Linked DNA regions of Mus musculus: region 2 is linked to region 1. Evidence: chromatin contacts called from public targeted proximity ligation data. All regions are on one chromosome and are shown on one strand. The core of a region is the stretch at or near the end of the contact, and the rest is flanking DNA. Distances in the headings are between cores, read along the strand shown.

Evidence for each region.
Region 2: a targeted proximity ligation map of pancreatic cancer cells shows a contact between it and region 1. A contact is called at or near these places in 4 of 39 promoter capture datasets (fetal liver, hematopoietic stem and progenitor cells, neutrophils and 1 more), 1 of 484 Hi-C or Micro-C datasets (nephron progenitors), 1 of 130 datasets of targeted methods (pancreatic cancer cells) and 1 of 9 other capture datasets (embryonic stem cells).

The regions. Positions count from the first base shown.
Region 1 is chr19:24,425,801-24,428,500 of GRCm38.p6, forward strand. All of the region lies in intron 3 of Pip5k1b (phosphatidylinositol-4-phosphate 5-kinase, type 1 beta), which reads right to left. The region is part of intron 3 of Pip5k1bos (phosphatidylinositol-4-phosphate 5-kinase, type 1 beta, opposite strand); the gene reads left to right. Among named protein-coding and RNA genes, the nearest start is that of Pip5k1bos, 11 kb to the left of the region's middle.
Region 2 is chr19:24,614,453-24,617,152 of GRCm38.p6, forward strand. No RefSeq gene overlaps it. Among named protein-coding and RNA genes, the nearest start is that of Tmem252, 58 kb to the right of the region's middle.

The DNA of each region.
Region 1 (2,700 bases), core at 36-2,535:
ATAGTTTTAGTAGTCCACAAGAGCCAGCAGAAGATTGTAAGGCATGCACTGGTCAGATTTGTGGGTTTATTTATTTATTTATTTATTAAGAAATATAAATAAAATGTCACTTACTCAAAAATGCTTAGAACCAGAAATGTCTCACATTTTGAGTTCTGTTTTTTTTTTTTTTCTGGTAGGATATTTACTTGCATCTACATGATAGGAGACTACGGGTGTGAGACCAAAGTTGAAACATGAAACTCGTTTGATGAATGTGCTTTTACACAGCATGCTTAGTGTGCGTATGCTTAGACTGTAGCCTGTTAGGAGGGTCAGGTGTGGCAGTTTCCTGTGGTCATGACACTGTTTTCCCAGTATGTAGATACTGAAAGTTTGGACTTGGGGGTAAACATTATAAAAAAAATTACACTATATGCATGTATGTAAATTCTTACATAAACTAATAAAAATATTTTTTAAAGTTTTGGATTTTGAAGCACTTAAGGATGCTTAGTCTATATACGTCTGTAGAGGGAGTTCTTAGAAGCAATATCAGAACAAAAACATTCTTGCCACCAAGCCTCTCTTTATCCTGTAGACCTTCAAATTGATGAATTGAAGCTGAACTTGATACTTGTCCCATGGGCTTCCAATCCATACTGGCTGTCCTGGGACTCACTTTGTAGATCAGGCTGGCCTCGAACTCAGAAATCTGACTGCCTCTGCTTCCCAAGTCATGCGCCACCACTGCCCGGCCCCCAATCCACAGTTTTAACTTCTTACTTGGTTCTTCTCTTCAAGCCCTCATTGGCGTTACCCAACCAACATGCCCATGTTTAAAAGATGTCACTGTCCCTAGACAGCCTTCTCCATCTCTACCCATTAAGAACTCTGTGGGATTATCAATTTTTCCTATCATTTCCTCGGCTCACACCCAAGTCAGGACCCGCCCCACCCTCTCAGTCTACTATTTTAGTCTAGGCCACTAACTATCTCTTAATGTAGCTCTGTTGGCATTCTGGGCCAATGTGCTGAAGTGCTGTTCCGGAGTGTGTACTTCCGGAGGTGTCAGAGAAACACTGTCATCAAATGCTAGTGGCAGCCCTCTCCCTCGTTGTCACAACTTTGTCTGCTGACCCCGTGCAGACAAAACTGGCTCCAGCTGGGAACTGCTCACCCGTTCATTTTTGCTTGTTCAGAAGTTTCCACCACACCAGCTTCACCTCAGTTCCTGGAATCTACCTGGCTGCTTCCTGCCTGCAAGGCTTGGCAAAAGCCATCCTCTCTGACCAGTGTCCTCTTTCCATTCCTCTCAGCTGCTTTGTTCTCACACCTGTAACCGCAGGCCCCACGTCAGCTCCTTAGAGGAGTTCCCTGGAAGCAATGCCTCAACAGCAGCGCCCACGCCCCCTTATTCTTTTCACATCTCCGTAATTATTAAAATGGCTTGTTATTTCATTAACCTTATTTTTTCTGGCCTACCTTTTATCAAAACAATGACAACATTATTTAGGGCGATGATTCTTGCTTTCTTTGGCTTCTGTTTTACCTTTAAGGCACAGCACTAAGCCAAGCTAAATAAATATTTGTCAACTGATTAACCAAATGCTCTTTATATTCCAGGCCCAGACCACACCCACAAGAAATGACGAGGTCATACTGTAAACACATACCTCAGGGGAGTTAGGTTACCAGGCCATTTAGGTTCTCTGTGAGCAAGGGTTGCTGCTCCACAAGGAGGCTTCTGTCCTTCCTGGATGAGGAGACGTCACCGGGTGGAGGTGGGAGCAGTACCTCTTCCCTCAAGGAACAAGGTGACAAGACCTCAGGCAAACCCCATTTCCCTTAAATGGAACCTACATTGTGTCTGGGGGTGACTGAGAATACTTACACGATGAAGTTGGACAGAAAAAAAGGAAAAGAAAAGAAAAGGAAAGGAAAGGAAAGGAAAGGAAGAAAGAAAGGAAGGAAGGAAGAAAGAAAGAAGGAAGGAAGGAAGGAAGGAAGGAAGGAAGGAAGGAAGGAAGGAAGGAAGAAGATTCACAAGTGACAAAAATCTAAATTTTCAGGTCTCCACAGAGAGACAAATTCTTTTTTCTTCCCTTCTCCTCCTCCTCCTCTCTCTCTGTCTATGTCTCTGTCTCTCTGTCTCTCTCTGTCTCTCTCTCTGTGTCTCTCTCTGTCTCTCCCTCCATGTCCACACTATGTACCTCTGGCTGGCCTGGAACTCAATATGTAGAGTAGATTGGTCTCAGCTTACAGGAATTCCAGGTACTGCCACCTTACCCAGCCCTCTCTTTTATGATGTGCTGGATATCTCAAAGAGCATCATTTCACCAAAGAGGAGTAGCAGGCTCACTTCCCCTTTCTAGTATCATAAAAGTCACTGGTACAGGACCAACAGAGGATGGGCTGTACTCAGCAGAAAGGCAGGTGTTCACTTGGGAGACCTGGATTGCCCCTGGGGAACTTTTGAAGCAGACCCAGGGCTTCCTCTCTCAGATCTTTGCTTGCTATAAGTGGATTAATAGCGAAGCGTTACACCTGAGAATCTACCTGCCGCCAGCTCACCAGGTTCTCAATGCTGATTTCCTCCAAATTTTCTCATTTATAATATTTATCTGCCAGATAGATTTCACTCCTCACTGCCAATCCCGAGCTCCACTCTCAAGAAAACACTTGGAGTCAGTCGCTTTATTTATCCTTTTCTCTTCAGCA
Region 2 (2,700 bases), core at 144-2,643, 190 kb after region 1:
ATTCAGTGGTCAACTCTGCCAAGCAGATCCACCCATGTCTCTCTTGTGTATGTGCTTTCCTCTGTTTACTCCAGCAAAGAGCCACAGAATCAGGGTCAATTTGCCTTTCTATTGCCTAAATATCAAAAAGATGCTACCTCCCAACTCATTTAAACCTGCTGTTAGCCTCCCTGGGAAAGACTATCATCAATAGTACCATCAACTGGGGCATAGAGTAGAGAAATATTTCCAAGTCTGGTAAGTGGCAGAGTGGATGTTTCTGATCACTTCACTCTAGTTTTGATTATTGCCAATGCACCGCAAAGCTCTTACCCTTAGCCTCAGTTCTCCTAGTGACTGGAGAATAAAGTTTCCTGAGTGAGAGAGGTGGGGAGGGAGTTTTAGGAGAAGCAGACTGATAGGATGGAGAAGAGAAAATATGCTATGGCTATGCTCTTAACCTCACGGAACAGTTGGAATCAGCTCAAGGAATGGAATTCAAGGCTTCCCAGCGAGATGTTAGGGATCGCCTTAAAGATGGCTAGGTGATTTCAGAGAGAAAAAAAAATCTACTTTAGCAGCTGCCTCATCTTTTGGTTCTGAAATGGTTGGAAGTGCTTTAGATTTTGCTGAAGCTAGGGTAAATTCCTTTTTGGATATAAAGAACACATCTGTGTGAAGATGGTGCTAATGGATTTATAATGTTATGATTTGAATGGTTGAAAGTCCATCACAGGCTCTAAGGTGTTTAAAATCCTCAGTCCACTGCCATTTTAGGAGGTGTCTTAGTCAGGGTTTCTATTCTGGCACAAAACATCATGACCAAGAAGCAAGTTGGGGAGGAAAGGGTTTATTCAGCTTATACTTCCACATTGCTGTTCATCACCAAAAGAAGTCGGGACTAGACCTCACACAGGGTAGGAACTTGGAGGCAATGGAGGGATGCTGTGTACTGGATTGCTTCCACTGGCTTGCTCAGCTTGCCTTCTTATTGAACCCAGGACGACCAGCCCAAGGATGGCACCACTCTCAATGAGCCCTCCCCTCTTGGTCACTAATTAAGAAAATGCCTTACAGCTGGATCTCATGGAGGCATTTCCTCAACAGAGGCTCCTTTCTCTGTGGTAACTCCAGCTTGTGCCAAGTTGACACACAAAACCAGCCAGTACAGGAATTGTGGACCTTTGGGACATAGGACAGAGATGGTTGACATAACCAGGAGGGATGATGGGTCTTTAGGGTTGAAGGCCAGCCGTGCTTCTGTCCCAAGCTCTCTGCTTCCGGCCCACCCTTTCTGCTTCCTGATCTGCTAAGATACAAAGAAGCCCAGCCACAAGATACTGCCACAGATCCAGCCACGACTGACTGTCCCGCCCCCTTTAAACTGTCAGTCAAAATCAACCTCTCCTCCCTTACAGAACAACTGCTTCTGTAAGGTCTTCTGGGACAGCAATGAGAAATGGAACTACTAGGGATGACGATGCTCTGTGTCATCCCAATGGGGGGGCACATTTAAGAGGGGACATTATTAATAAGTACACAAGGACAAAGGATGTGGTGAATGAGTGAGCAGACACAGTCACCCTCACTATAAATAGCGAACTAGAATCTTCAAGGCATGACACAGGCTTTTCCCAGTTGGGACATCACATGACGCCCTTGTCATCCTTGCCCTGGCTGATCACTGATGAGTCAGCCAGGTTTGCCAAATGTTGTGAGAACACACCTGAGTTCTGACAAGAGCCCAGTGGATAGCCTGCTGGCCTGCTTTTGCCTGTTCCTGAAGAAGTCCTTCAGTAGAGCACCCTCAAATGCTGGGCCAGGCGCTACAGGTGCCCATGGTTTGTGACCACTGAACACTCGGCTGGGTGCCACTGTTGCGTTTGGTTGGACTTCTCTTTAAGCTGGGGCATCACTCTGCTTCAGTGGAGAGCGGCGGGGTGTCAGGAGCAGGTGTCAGAGGCCTAGCCTGTTTCCTATTTTGACATTTCATCAAGATGGGATTTAGAGACTAGAAAAGATAACATTGCAATATCTGACCTTAAGAAGGAGACAATAGCTAGGCCTTCAGTGTTTAGACACTCCTCGGATCATGTATTGGTTGGATAGCCCTGGCTTCCCTTTTTATTGTTAATATATGTCTCCTTGGCCTCCTGCCAACTAAGACACAGAAGAAAGAAATAGAAACATTTAGCAGGGAGGAAAGTGTGGGGAACTGAAGGGCTGGCATGGGGTAGTGATTTCTTGTTGTGCACAAGGAGTGGACGTACCCTAGGCTGTCCAGGGTGCAGGCCCTCACATGTTACCCGTGTATGTGACTTCTCTCTTTTGTTCAATCATTTAGGGCAAAGGAAAAAAAAAATTGAGGCAGAGTCTTACTATCTAGTTCTGACTAGCGTGGAACTCCCTATGAAGACCAAGCTGATCTCAAACTCAGAGATTGACCTGCCTCAGAATTCTGAGCACACAGGAATATCTATGTGGCTCCTGCCTCTAACAACAGGAGCAGCTGGCGTGTTCATAGGAGGCTGTGCACTGTGACACGGCCAGAAGACAGGAGTGCCTCTAAGTAGTGGGTTTGGTCTGGGGCTGCTATACATTCAGATGCTAAATTCTGTACCCCAAGATCTGGTTGTCCCCAAGAAAGAGATCCTCAGGGACAAGGAGATTCCCATCTACACTGAGTGATGCTATGTAACCTTGCTTCCCAAGTTAAGTGGT